Linked DNA regions of Sus scrofa: region 2 is linked to region 1. A link is a contact called in public HiChIP or PLAC-seq data. All regions are on one chromosome and are shown on one strand. Each heading gives the region's core, a stretch centred on a gene start, on an enhancer-like site or on the middle of the called end of the contact. The rest is flanking DNA. Distances are from core to core; before and after follow the strand shown. Region 1 overlaps PDE4D (cAMP-specific 3',5'-cyclic phosphodiesterase 4D). Region 2 overlaps PDE4D (cAMP-specific 3',5'-cyclic phosphodiesterase 4D).

What was found. HiChIP or PLAC-seq counts read pairs in DNA pulled down with a chosen protein or histone mark.
Region 2: a contact with region 1 is called in an H3K27ac HiChIP or PLAC-seq map of skeletal muscle. The contact joins two enhancer-like sites. A contact is called at or near these places in 2 of 47 Hi-C or Micro-C datasets (psoas muscle and skeletal muscle) and 1 of 2 datasets of contacts at active chromatin or transcription factors (skeletal muscle).

The regions. Positions count from the first base shown.
Region 1 is chr16:38,254,152-38,261,534 of Sscrofa11.1, reverse strand. All of the region lies in intron 5 of PDE4D (cAMP-specific 3',5'-cyclic phosphodiesterase 4D), which reads left to right. Among named protein-coding and RNA genes, the nearest start is that of MIR582, 320 kb to the left of the region's middle. Within about 2 kb of position 3,249, at least 10 of the 83 cell types and tissues checked have an H3K27ac peak or open chromatin away from gene starts, as enhancers often do. A contact at or near this core is called in skeletal muscle, where this site is marked.
Region 2 is chr16:38,414,464-38,421,627 of Sscrofa11.1, reverse strand. The region is part of intron 5 of PDE4D (cAMP-specific 3',5'-cyclic phosphodiesterase 4D); the gene reads left to right. Among named protein-coding and RNA genes, the nearest start is that of MIR582, 160 kb to the left of the region's middle. Within about 2 kb of position 2,042, at least 8 of the 83 cell types and tissues checked have an H3K27ac peak or open chromatin away from gene starts, as enhancers often do. A contact at or near this core is called in skeletal muscle, where this site is marked.

The DNA of each region.
Region 1 (7,383 bases), core at 2,000-4,499:
AAAACAAATTTGGGTAGAGGCAAAGTTTAGATTTCAGAATCTGGTTTTCTCTGACAGGTGAGTTTAGTTTCCAACTTGCAAACGAAGAGTTTATCTGAGGGATGGGACATCTCTCCTTGTCATTCAATCATGCTTTTCTTAAAACTAATTTTGGAAAATAAATGCTTACTAATATGAAAGAGATTAAAATATTCAAAAGATTTTCTACTTCCTTTTCTACCCTTTGATACGTGTGCAGTGAAAGTTATAGACAGCTGCTTGAAACGTAAATGACAGCCAAAGTTCATCTTAGTGGAGTTCCTGCTGTGGCACAGTAGGTTAAGGATCTGACTGCAGTGGCTTGGATTGTTGCAGAGCTCTAGGTTTGAACCCCAGCCTGGATCAAAGTACAGTGTTGCTGCAGCTTTGGTGCAGGTTGCAGTTACCGCTCAGATTCAGTCCCTAGCCCAGGAACTTCCATATGTTGAGGGTGTGGAGAAAAAGAATTGGGAAAAAAGTTCATTTTAGCAAACAGCTTATTTTAAATAAAAAATTTTTTCCCAATTGTCTAAATTCTCATGTCTGTGAAGTATTAGTCAGACCTTCAAAATAATGTTAATGTTTATACTTGAAATCAAGGCTTAACTTTGCTTATAATTAATCTCAGAAAGAAATAACTTATTTTTGTGACCTTACTGAGACCTGGTAACCTAAGGGGGATTATTCTTAAGTGTAAAGAAGAAATGAGAAGGAGGGTGGTAAGTAATTTAAGGAGAAATAACTTTAACATTGACAGAGACTTCTATGTCTTCATCCAATTTCACATTAGGAAAAAGGACCAAAGTTTCCATTTTTGTGGTCATCATTTCACATTTATAGTTCCATTGTCTTTGTCTTGCTTAACTATTCTAGATGTCTGCTTTCAAGAAGCAGAGGGGGGCAAAAAAGAAATGTTTTGGCAATACTGAAAAATAAATGCAAACATTCCTGGCAGAGTTGACATAGAGCTGAACAACCCTAAAGACAACTTTGCATCTCCTTCAAAGAACATTTCTTTTAGATCTGTAATATTTTCATTCTGCATTATTATTATGCCCTTACATTTTATCAGACAGGTGTCAACAGAACCTTCTTTTCAGAATGTAAATTGGTATGGATAAAGACAAGTGTTCATCAAAGTGCCTGTTGCTGGTTTTAGCCTACCTGGGAAGATGGGGTCCGTCTTGCCATGACAAGTGCAATTGGGATAACAACACAAGCAGTATTTTCTGCTTCCAGTGTTGTGTATTTGGACTGCAGCTTTCATTTTTAAAAACTAATGATGCTATTTGACCTACAAACTTTGAAATGCCACCAGATGAAATGAGAGCTTTGTATTGCACGGAAGGTGACAGTAGTGAATCTTAGCCAGTGCTTAGCCTTCTGTTCTCTTGTCTGTCTCTGTGTCCACCCGACTCCCCCGCTTAACACTAATCTGCTCCCCCTTCCAGTTTTTAGGAACATACCCCCTTCTCACCCAGACTCCCAGTTTTCTTGCATTGTCTAGCTGCAGCCTCATATGAAACCATTCTCCTAAACAAGTTATTCAGCTCTGTGTTGACTCTGCCAGGAATGTTTGGATTTCCCAAGAGTTGCCCTGCCTTGGAAATGGAATATAATCATGGAATGAAGTTCTGATAGTGGAGTTTCATAAACCAACACAGGCAGACTGGTGTAGGTATGGGTACCTTCTCTTTCAAAGAATACCAGGAGGGTGACCACTGGTCTTGGTCTTTGAAATGGGAATCCATATTCAAAAGCCAAAAGGTATCATTGGCAAAGCATTAAAATATTGCTAGATGATTCAGAGAGAATGTGTTTATTTTTGAATTCTTGGATCCTGCAAGGTTGCCACCATTCAGTCAGCTGTCACTCACTCTTTCAGCCCATCTGTCAGATAGCAAAGAGTTGAAACCTGTAAAAATGTTTTCAGTTACTCATTCTCAAAGCTGATACAGAGCATGTAGCATTCTCAAGAACCCCTGGTGTGCTGGATGCTGTTAGGAAAAGAAGGGCCAAGTATACTGACTTAAGGTTTGACAGAAACTACAGGAATAATTTGGCCCCCTTGGGTATATGAGACATGAATTGGGCTATTCGGGAGGGGGCGGTCTCAAAATTTAGCAGATGTGGTGAAGTTCACCAGGCTCAGCGGTAGGTCAGTTTTGTCCAGTTCAGAGGGGGTTAAGTCACTGTCAGGCACTCCAGGCCTCTCTAATCTTATCCTGGGGAAGTGGAGTTCTGCCTTGGTTTACAGTTGAGGTCACTGGCGGGACCGTATTTGGACAGAGACTGATGGAATTATGCCGCCTTGTTAACATTGAATAGCCCTTGGTGAAGAGGACCAGTGACGGCATTGTGGTCCTCTGACTCCCGGAGCACCGTATCTTGAAATGCATGCCTCATGGAGATGTGCTGGACCTGGAAAACAGACGAATCTCTGCGGCTTCCATCACTTATGTAATCTAAAAGAAGGTTGTTTCACGGGACTTATCAGAGAGTTAAGAAATGTTTATGGGGAGTAGAAAATGGGCAAGAAAATTGATCTCTGTTGTCCAAGTCACACACTATAACTCACCCTCCAAGGTGACGCGGTATCTCCTTGAGGGGAGAGCTGCCAAAACCATTGAAAGTGATCTGCCTGTTTTCCTCACACACTGACTTGCAGGGAGGCGCTAGTATTTCCAGACCATTAAATCCTTGTGCAAGGTTTGCTAATAATGATGTTCATCCCTGTGGCTAAGAGAAGATGATATAAGAAAAATAGTATTTGGCAGCTAGGTGTGTGAGATGTAGTAAATCTCTGTTGGATTTTCCCCATCATGGGCATATATTTACTTTTTTACTTTTTTTTTTTCTTCTTAAACAGAGGACCACTGTTTACTTTTTTTTTTAACTTGATGCTTGATATAAAGGTTCACCGACTTCAGGCATACCTTTCACAGTGTGTGTGTGTGTGTGTGTGTGTGTGTGTGTGTGTCTGTGTGTCTGTGTGTGTGTGTCTGTGTGTATTGCTTTCCAGGAGTGGCATGTGCTGTTTAATCAGGGCTGTATTTAAAAACACATTTGCCAGGGAGAGTTTCTCATGTTCTTGATGAGATAAGGTCAGAGTGAAGCAAGCTCTGTAGCAAAGGGCAAGTGTCAAGCAGCAAGAAGTCCCAGCCATCCTTCCAGCCCTGCCTCGGCCACCCGCCACCTCCCTGGCAGCACAGAGCAGCGTACGGAGGGAATGCCCTCTCTCAGCCACAAGTGCCTCCTGCTCCATGTGGAGCCTTCCAGCCCCAGGGCCCTGCACCCACTCTGACTTGCTGCTGTCTCCGGCCTCCCTAGCACCTTTCTTACAAATGGCTTTTGTTTGGGATCCTTGGGGAGCCACCGTGCCAGGACCCTCAGCAAGAGTCAAATCAAGATTGCGTTTCTCAAAGTCCTACAGGTATTGCTCTTTCCTATTTATGGCTAGGAAGACGTTTTGTCAGCAGCCTCTGTAGCTGGAGGCCCCCTGCAAATAAGCCTTTGCCAGCTGGGCTGAGGGATGTAACTTCTGTTTATTATCCTGTGTTAATTTTGAAGTCTGCGGAATAGGAGCTAAGATGCAAACTTTAACCTTAGTCGGTGGGATTTGGGAACCTGCAGAAGTAGGAGGAATTTGACCAACTCTAAGAGCTGATTTTGAGAGTTAAATGGTGAATTGGAAAAACATTCTGTGACTGGCATCTGGAAAACAAGTGTGATGGCACGCCTAATGGACTTAATGTAGCCAGAATTGGTCACACTAACTTTCCCTTAACACTTTAAATGTCAGGAAAGGGTTCTTGTTTGATTCAACATACGGAGAAGCAACAACAACATACTACTGTGTTGTTTATAAGTGTTTCAGGTCTCATTCACATGCAAAAGTGGAAACTCTCTTTGGTCTAGGTGGAAAGTCAGCCTTGTAAGCTTGCCCACCTAGTTTGATCTAGGCGGAAAGTCAGGAGATTTAGATACCATGAAGCAGAGTAAATATGTTATTAATCTATTATGTCATAGGAAAAATCTCGACCTCATGACCTCAATAAATTGTCAGTGACATCTTAGCATTACATACAAGTTAGCCTATTGTAATCAAATAATTATTTAAAAAAAGGAGACACTGAAAAATCTTTGATTTCCTTCTTTGCTTCCGTGTTCTAGATATTTACAAGGAAAGGTTGATTCTTCACACACTTTTAGTTTCTGATTGGTTAGTCTATAGCACTGCAAGCTATTGCATCAATAGCAAATGCCAGTCACATTGTCTGCAGAATCTCAGGAATAAGATCTTTCTTCTTTAGACCAAATGTAACTTATCCGGGAACTACCAGGCCTATATAGAAGTATGCATTAAATTTGTATGAAAATATGTCCTGATTTACTTGTATAGAAAACATATAAATGGATAAGCAATGAGATTCTGCTGTATAGCCCTGGGAACTGTATCTAGTCACTTATGATGGAGCATGATAATGTGAGAAAAAAGAATGTATATATGTTTCTATGACTGGGTCACCTTGCTGTATAGTAGAAAATTGGAAGAACACTGTAAACCAGTTATAATGGAAAAAATAAAAATCATTATAAAACAAAACCAAAAGAAAAAAAGAAAACATTCAAAGTTTGGATTAAAATAACTCACAAGAATTATTTATTTGTTTTTAGACAGTATGAAAGATAATGCCCTAGGAACTTTTTAGGGAGCTATAAAATAAATCAAATTACAGCCTTCCCTAGTAATGACACATAAGCAAACTTTGACAAGGGATAAATAAAAGTTGGCAGTTAAAGGTGTAAATAGTACTTCGATCTACTTCTACTTCAAAACAAAATAAATACCATTAATTTTTATTAATTATGTTAATTTTTTACATTTAAGGATATGATTCAACATTAGAAATATATGCCTCCTATATGCTCTATGTTCTTACCGAATGAGCTTCTCAAGCTTATTATTTGCATCTGGTGCTTATTATGTGTTAAAATGTATGCTCTCCAAAGACTTATAAGCATTACTGTGCATATTTGCAATAGATGGTGGCTTCTAGCCACTCTTTATCATTAAGATAATGATAACAAGTTTCCAAATATCGTAAATATCTAACTTCTGCTTAGGCTAAAAGCAATAGCATATGGGACTAAATAGTTTGAGAAATCTCAAGAAATGCAGAATTTAAGCTCTCCTGTATGCTTTTCAGATAGATTATGAAACTTGCCTTCTTGATCTACCAAAGATATTTTTACTTTCCTTGGTCAGTCTGATCCTTTCCAAAATATAGCAAGCACTGGAATGTCTAAGGAGGAGTTTCTATGTATTTAAATGCCCAGTGTGCATAGTTCTAACAAGCTTCTTTCATGACAAGTTTAAGAGGGGAGAGTGATATCCCAAATGGCCGTCATAGACCGGTCTCCTTTGAAACTTGGGAGATTTTGACCTCATTCATTTGCTTTTATTTGAATATTAATTTCTCATGTAATGCTTTATTTTTTAAATGTACTGTCTTCACTGTTCTGTGGGTCCCGTTTTTTTTTATCACTGTATTTTTTATCACTGAATTTGGGACTATAAATTCCTGAGGCTAGGGGCTTCCTTACGTGCAACAAGAATGCCATTAATGCCTATTTGATGAAATATCTTTCTACATTCTCTTTTGTATCACCCTTAGTATCACCCTTTTGTTAGTATCACCCTTTTGTTTGAAAAAACAACTTGCTTTGTTTGAAAAATCAACAGGCTCAGAGTCTGGTGGAAATTTGAGACAGAAGTTGAGGACAGAAGTGGAATATTCTGATTTCACATTTTCACAGGTCTCTCAGTGCTCAAAAGGAGAGTATCTATTCAGCCACAACAATATCTTGACAATAATGAAAAAAGATGCTTTTAACAGACCACACAACCTCAAATGCATCATGAGTCAAAGGGCTTATGTATGTGTGTACGCGCGCGCGCGCGCACACACACACACACACACACACACACACACACACACACACACTTAAATTCTGCATTTATCTTTTGAATGGCAGTTTCATTCCATAGCGTTCCTGGAGTTAAAAGTGTTAAGGTATTTGATGAAAACATTTAAAATACCCCACAGTTTTGCAACCCAGCTTTTGTATCTCTTCATGTCTTTTTTATATACAGGACCCTTAAAACATGGAGGTAACCTAAGCTTATCTTGACCTTTGAGAGGTTTTAGGTATAATTCCCTGATTGAAGCAACTGAAATGTTAGCCAAAATTTCTTTGTTGAATTTCTCCTTTACAAATTTGTTTGTTTAATACAAATAATTTTATTTTCTGTGAAATCCTCACATGTCTAGCATAGTGTCTTTTTTGTTCTTTGAACACTGAATTGATATTATGATGGTATTGTTGATACACTTAGCTTTAAGCTAGAATATTTTTCTCTGGAATTGTTTTCACTCTCTAGTAGCAGTCAGGATGAAGGAAAGACAAGTGTGTAAAGAGTCTAATTTATTAAAGTTATAGCAAATCATATGTATTTGATGAGCATTGATTGCTGAGAAATACAACCTTGGGCACCTCATACAGAGCTTAAAATAGATCGGAAATGAGTGGTGATGAGTTTTTGGCTTTTGTAAGTAAAATATACTTTTAGAGAAAGTCAAATATGATTAATATATAGCTTATTGAGTTAAATTTGATTTGATGCAAAAACAGGGAAAGAGAGACATAGAGAAAAATATGGTTACTTCATAAGAAGGCTAAATTTTCTCTGTGGACATGGAATGAATGCCAGTCATTTCTTTAGAACCATATCCTCTCATCTCTATTTTAGAGGAGGGAGAGAGTGGGATGATGTGCTCGTGTTAGATTTGAGAAAGTAATGTTAAGTGAGTGAACTCATGTTGAAGGTTTGAATATAGTACCTAAAAGATTGGCATGAAAATTACCTGGGAAGCAAAGAAAGAACAAGGAACTCAGACTTAGTTTGGTGGACTCTGACAATTCTCCAAGGGAACATTAGGACATGCTGGTTTTTTGTTGGTTTTTTTTTAATGTTATTGTTTAAAATTATAGTAACATTCAAGGAAACATTAAATTAAAAGTCACTCTTCTAGAGATGGTCTTGTCTTCCAACCAGAATAAATCTCAAAACTTTTGCTTTCTGTCTTCTCAAAAAGAGATGTTAAACGCAACCTTTTACAGGGTAACTATAGGGTGGATGCTATGCAAATAGAAGGGAACAGCATCTCAGGCACATTTAAATGCAGGACAGAGGGTATTTCACGACCATCCCACAGGCCAGAAACAAAGTATGTTGTAGTTTTCTTGCCCCTTACATTAATACGGTCATGGGAGAGACTACATCATTGAATATTTTCTGAA
Region 2 (7,164 bases), core at 793-3,292, 160 kb before region 1:
TGCCTGACACATGGAACCTCGGAATCTTTCCCGTAATGAAATGGTCTGGCTTGTGGGTGGGCACCCTTCCATCCAGACAGACGGGAATGTAGTTAGGCAGCCAGAAGACACATGGACTTGTGACCACCGGGACAGGCACCTCACTAGAAAAATCCTAGTGCTGGGCCTGTTCATCTCTTCTGAATGTACTAGCAGGCATTTGACTTCTTTAAACCAGTACTAGATTCTTGGAGCTCCCACTGTGGCTCAGCGGCTTATGAAACCAACGAGTATCCATGAGGATGTGGGTTTGATCTCTGGCCTTGCTTAGTGGGTTAAGGATCGAGTGTTACTCTGAGTTGTGCTGTAGATCGCAGACACGGCTCAGATCTGGCGTGGCTGTGGCTGTGGCAATAGGCCAGCAGCTGCAATTCTGATTTGACCCCTAGCCTGGGAACCTCCATATGGGCCCCCAAAGAGAAAAAAAAAAAATACCAAATTCCTTTTATGTGGCTGTAGTCATTATTTTCCCCTCAGGAATTCCCATAGGTGGATGCCCTTAATGAAACCCTTTTTGCCCACTTTCCCCCTTGACCATGTGACTTGAACATGAATGTGAATTTCACTCATTGGTGAAGAAATCAGCATGGCCCTGATGAGGCCATTTCTGCCCTCTTTGGTCTCTCCTGTCTAAGAATTTGTTTATTCAAACAAGTCTATGCATCCACTTGGACCTATTTGGACATTTAGCAATTAGCATTACCTCAGTCTCCGTAGACAGTGGCCAAATATGCTCATAAAATTCAGGTGGCATGATCGCTTGCCCCTTCCCTGCTCCAGCTTTGGATGGATTAATTCACTGCATCACAGCCAGCACCTGAGTATAGAATCATTTATTTTTGTGTTACTTCATGACGAAAGCCCAGCTGGCATTAGCTCAAGTTATGCAGCTGGCTATTAATTGAAGAAAACGTCTCTGTCACTCCTCAGTCAAACAATCTGATTCAGCAGATCCTTTTCACTCTCCTTCCTTCTATTCTACCAGAAGAACAAACGTAAATAACTCCCACTTGGCTTCGCTCGTCATGGATTGTAAATTAGCTGGCAGCATGCAGACTGATTGCATTAATGCTCTTTGGGTTGCTCTTCTCAATTGATTTTTATTTCTGGAAGAGGTTTGGACATTTCATTTCTCAGGCTTTAATGTTGCTGAAGGGAAGGAAATATTGTAGCCTGCCTTTGTTCTTCTTTCTTGCATAGCTAATTTTCAAAGTCATTTCACCAAAATTTCAAATTACAGCACCTGTAGAGTAGGTACTGGTTTTCTGAGCTGATGTTCTGTTTTTCCCTCATACTTGACTTATGCTTTGTGGATGTATTTTAAACAGAACCCGAGAGAGGTTTGTTCAGGGTTTTAGAAATATATAAACACATAATATGTAATATGTAGCACATGGTGTGCCAAACATTTTTGATGAGTGCATTTTGTAATTCTTAAAGTATGAAAGTACTTGGTATGAGGAGATGATATAGTATATTAAAAATCATGGAACTTTTCCATAAAATAAAATCCAGTGCAGAAATCAGAGGAGAGTTTTTGCACGAGTGCTAAAATAGTACATCAGTTTGATCCTTGCTGGATATGAGAATCCACCAGTTATATTATTCTGTAGAAATGTAGTTCAGTGACAAGGACCTCTTTGATGCCCTCCCTCCAGCCCAGTCCCTATTCTCTGTACAATGTGCTTGTTGGGAGATGAATGACTAGTCATTATTAGACCCCGAGCCCTGAAAATGAGTTTGGGACAGCAAAATTGTACCTTCTTGAGACCTAGGGTGTCAATAAGGGGCTCAGTGGGATTTCAGCAAGAGGGACTAGGGAAAGGCAATCAGAACTTGGCAGAAAAAAATAGACTCTGGTGCTAAAGGAGACCTCGGAGAACCGCCTTGTCCCTAGAGGATGGTCTTATGATTCATTAGAGGAGCTGTATCCGAAGGGCATCCGAGAGCCTGGCTTGGATTAGGTCGTCTTGGGTTACAGGAGGTCCAAAGCTAGAACTGGCAAGAAAGCATCGTGGTCAGAAGCTGTCCTATTTTGAACGTCTGATGTGGGGCCTCGTGGCCATGAAGGAGACCTTAGCGGTTTGAGTAAGCTGGGAAGAAAAGGAGATTACGCAGGAGCCAGAAATCACAGCTGACCTCCAGATCTAGATCTGATCTCATTGCAGCCAGAGTTCTTGGAATGGATCCCTCCCTGGAAGAATTCTTTCCTGAACGCAGATGGGCTGAGGCTGCAGTGAGTAGATTGAGCTGAAGGGGCTGTAAAGCCCTATAAGCTGATAAAAACTGCACAATGGAGAAGACCTTTGAGGAAACCATCAGTTTTAGAAAGAAAGGCAATCACACTTGTCCACTTAATAATCACATGCCCTTCCTACACAATTTTATGTTCCCTCTGTAAAGGGGGTGTCTCATAGGGAATTCCTTTACATAAACTGGCAGACAATTTAAATGAAAAATGTTTTACTTATTTGGGCATTTTCCAAGTATAAAACTGAGGATTTAAATGAAATATAAATGTCTGTGTTGTTGCCAGAAACCTGGTGATGGATGTATTCGTAAACTGGGGATTGAGGCAGGTTATAATCTAGTAAGATAACTGAGGATTTAAATGAAATATAAATGTCTGTGTTGTTGCCAGAAACCTGGTGATGGATGTATTCGTAAACTGGGGATTGAGGCAGGTTATAATCTAGTAAGATATCTTCTGATTCATGTCCTTCATTTGTAGAAAAAAATCTCTGTTCTGGTAACATTTAATTTATGAACTTTGGTATCATGTCACACTTCTTTTAGTTTTTTTTGTGCATCCCCATATAATGAAAGCTTATAATGAGAGCCATTCAGGCAATAAATGTTCCATATTCCGTGCCTTCTATTTTGGGGGCACTGTTTTAGATTTAGGAATACAGCAATAAGGCAGAGTCCCTGCTCTAAAAGAACCTTTGAAAAGAGTAGGAACTTACACAGTACCTTGTGATAGAGTGCAGTATGTCTGATTTCCTCAGAAGCCATTACTAAGGGCATCACTTTTCTTTTAATCCTGAGACCCTTTACTTGATACAGCTTATGCCGGAATAGATGAAAATTCAAACTCTCAAAGACTTTCCTTTTAAGAAGAAAATTGAAATAACAAGTCTACAAGGCAAAAGTAAACCCTCCTCCCAAGCCAACTCAAGACAAGGTGTTCAACTTGCTCTTCTGAGCACAGTGATGTGTCAAGGGAACCTACAGGGAACAGAAGCCCAATGTCACTTTGTTGGTGGACTTCACCATTAGCAGTGTTTCAAGAAGATGTCTTCAAATTGCTCCTTCAGGTTAAGGCTGCAGAAGTTCCTGCTGTGGCAGCATCTCTGCAGCACCAGGACACAAGGTTTGACCCCCAGCCCAGCACAAAGGATCCTGCGGTGTAGGTCACAAATGCGGCTTGGATCTGATCTCTGGCCTGGAAACTCCATATGCCAGGGGTGGCCAAAAAATAAAAAACAAAACAGGGGCAAGAATTTAAGACTATAAATGGTTTAAATGGGGGAGGATGTGACAGGATCAAAAAACTTCCCCTTCCTTTGTGGCTCTGAGAATTCAGAATGAGTGGCTGCCGTTTATGTAGCAAGAGGAGAGAGGGAACCAGAACTTGGAATGAGCTTCTGTGTGGGCCCTCATTGTTCCAGGGTTTACCAAGGGCTACACTATCATCATATTAAACAAATGACTTCTCCTCCTGTGCCAGCCTAATTGCTAGCTTGGCTCTTGAACAAAGAAATCACAATTGAGGCAAAACATGTTTGCCGTTGAAGGTAACAATCTTAGAGCGAGCTTCGGGTTGTTTTTCTAGGTAATTTTTTTTTTTTTTAAATTAAAGTTGCAGAAAGGGACCTGTCTTTTTAAGACAATGAGGCGCCCCTGTGCTCTTAAGTTTCAGCATTGCGTACGTGCTTCACATATTCAGTGGCAAAACAGGTAGATACTGATAACCAAAAATAAAAAGGAAGGGACAGTGGAATAGGGCATGTCAGAATGCCATGTTATAACCACATAGGCAGAGATCAGAATGTGCTTCTCTATCATAAGATGCAAGTATCAGTTACATTGAAAGTGCGGTCCCCACCGATGTCACCTGGCAACTCGTTAGAAATGCAAATTCATTGGTTCAGTCTCAGGCCTGATGGATTGGAGATTCTGGTGATGGGCCCAGATACCTGTGTTTTCAAATCCCTCTGAAGATTCTGATGTGTGCAGAAGTCTGAGAACCACCACTGCAAAAAATATGACAAGGCAAATGTAGAAGGAAACTGATTCAGCAGAATGAATTATGATAATATTTGGAAATTTGAAGAAAGATATGTAAATCCATAGTGTTTTTTTTTTTCTTCTTTGAATCAGAATTCGGTGTTGGGAATATGAGTTAAAATTTCTTTCACTGCTTTTTTTTTCATTTTTGAAATTAGAAAGTAAACAGGTACAGTGAGCTATTTATGTCATTGTATAGGGATAATGGAGTTTGTTCTAGTGGAAAAGGGTATCTCATGGAAAAACTTCACTAATATTCTGTCTAGACACATATTCTTTTTTGAGGCAGGAAACACAAAAGAAAATTGGCTTCTCCATCTAGTTCTAGGAAATGGCATTTTAATTCTGTAGAGAAGTAATTTCATTTTCTTGGAGAAATGGGTAGACTGATATTAGTAATTTAATTTTCTTAAGTATAATGATGGTTGCTACAGTTCTCACCAATGCTGAAAGAAGTAGCGTCAAATAGATTTAAATCTAGCAAATTATTGGATTTTTGGAGGTGGTGGTGGTGAAACTCTATAGTGGGGAGGTAACTATAATGCCTATAGCTAATTATCAGGTACTGTTTCCTGTAGTACTTTGATCAGACAGCTAAGGGCAAAAACAGAAATCTGAACTCTGTGGTCTTTGTATGTAATTCCATTTAGATTTGTTCATCTAATAAATATTTGTGGAGTACCTATCATGGACTTAATGTAATTAGCGTTGGACAAATGAGCAAATAGAGTCACACCTGTTGATTGTGGTTCTTACCGAGCCAGAGGTCTAATGGTAAAGCTAGATGATAAAACAAGCAGTTACAAATGATGTGTAGTAACTTTCAGGATGAGGCTGAATATGGGATGCTCCCTATGAGGGCAGCTTTCCTGGACTTGAGGCCATAGGCCCGGGTGGGTCAGGAATGGTTCATGGAAAACGCGCTTGAACTTAGAAGACTGTGTAGAAATTAGCCAGATGAAGCCAAGGCAGACCGAGAGAAGAGTGATGCAAAGGCCAAAGGCAGTAACCTTTTGGTGTCTTCATGTGACTGAACTGGTAGAGCTTAAAGGGGCAGGTGGTAGCTGCAGATTCTGAAGAGAGAAGGAGATGAAGCTGGAAACAGATTTAAGTGGGCAGGCAGGGGGCGGGGAGGGGGGCCTTGCTGGACATGCTGAGGATTCTGGACTTTATTCCAACAAAATGGAAAGCCTTTGAGGTTGTTAAGATTTGGTTGCATTCTAGAGACCAGATTGGAGAAGCAAGATGCTGGGGGAAGGGAGTTCCGATGAAGACCCTCTTCTCATATTTCAGACAATGAGCATTCATCTCTTGGACCAGCAGCAAGGTTGGGGATGAAGAGATGTGAAAAGATATGAGAAATAGCTATTTAAGAAGTACATTCAGTGGGACCTGGTGATTCACTATGTGTGGGAGCAACTAGTCCCATTCACTGAGCTAGTAGCATAAGAGGGTGGCAGGTTTTAGGGTAAAATGATCTATTCCCTTTAGACATGCTGAGTCTGAGAATTTTGTGATTGTCCAAGCAGAAATGGCACATGCACTGCTGGAAATGCAACATAGACCCAGAACACAAGAGATCTGGGTTCTTCTCTTAAGCCACTCTGTCCTCAATAAATGTGTTCCATGCTTTATCATGAAGAAGCTACAGCCAAAGAACTTTCTTTACAGTCCTTTATTATTCCCATAGCTATTGGGCACCAATTTTAAGTGCTAAGTGAAATTTAGAGCCATAGAGTTTTTCTGCAGGAAATCCTAGAAAGCAATTTGGTTTACTCAATAAAACATACCTACCAACTAAGCACACATTATCTTTCAGTGAATGTTATAAGCACACATTACCTTTCAGTGGTTGTTTTATTTCAACAGTAGAAAATATGAGAGATGTAGAATGATCTAACCCCAATTTAAATACTTTTCTTTTTTTAAAGTTTAAGTAATTAATTTCATCTCTTTTTTCAGTTGAAATATAGTTGATTTACAGTGTGTTAATTCCTGCTAGACAGCAAAGTATTTGGTTTTATATATATATGTTGTATTTGATTATATATATATTATATATATGTATATACACACACTTTTTAAAATATTCTTTTCCATTATGGTTTATCATAGAACATTGTATATTGTTCAGTGTGTTATACAATAGGACCTTCCCGTTTATCCCTCCATGTATAATCACTTATATCTGTTAACCCCAGCCTCCCACTCCATCCTTCCCCCAAATTCTTCCCCTTTGGCAACAACAAGTCTATTGTTTTTTTTCTTTTTTTTTTTTTTTTTTTTCCATATTACCTTGAATCTTTATTTTATTTTATTTTTTTTGTCTTTTGTCTTTTTGTTGTTGTTGTTGTTGTTGTTGTTGTTGTTGCTATTTCTTGGGCCACTCCTGCGGCATATGGAGGTTCCCAGGCCAGGGGTCCAATCGGAGCTGTAGCCACCGGCCTACACCAGAGCCACAGCAACGCGGGATCCGAGCCGCGTCTGCAACCTACACCACAGCTCACGGCAACGCCGGATCGTTAACCCACTGAGCAAGGGCAGGGACCGAACCCGCAACCTCATGGCTCCTAGTCGGATTCGTTAACCACTGCGCCACGACGGGAACTCCCGAATCTTTATTTTTTAAGGGCTGTGTTTTTTTTTTTTTTAATTACAGTATAGTATAGTATAGAAATTGACAGTGTAGTGTCAATTTCTGCTGTACAGCATAGTGATCCAGCCATACATACATACATATATATATTCTTTATCTAATACTATTTCCCATCATGTTCTATCCCAAGATATTGGATATAGTTCCCTGCACTGTACAGTAGAACCGCATTGCTTATC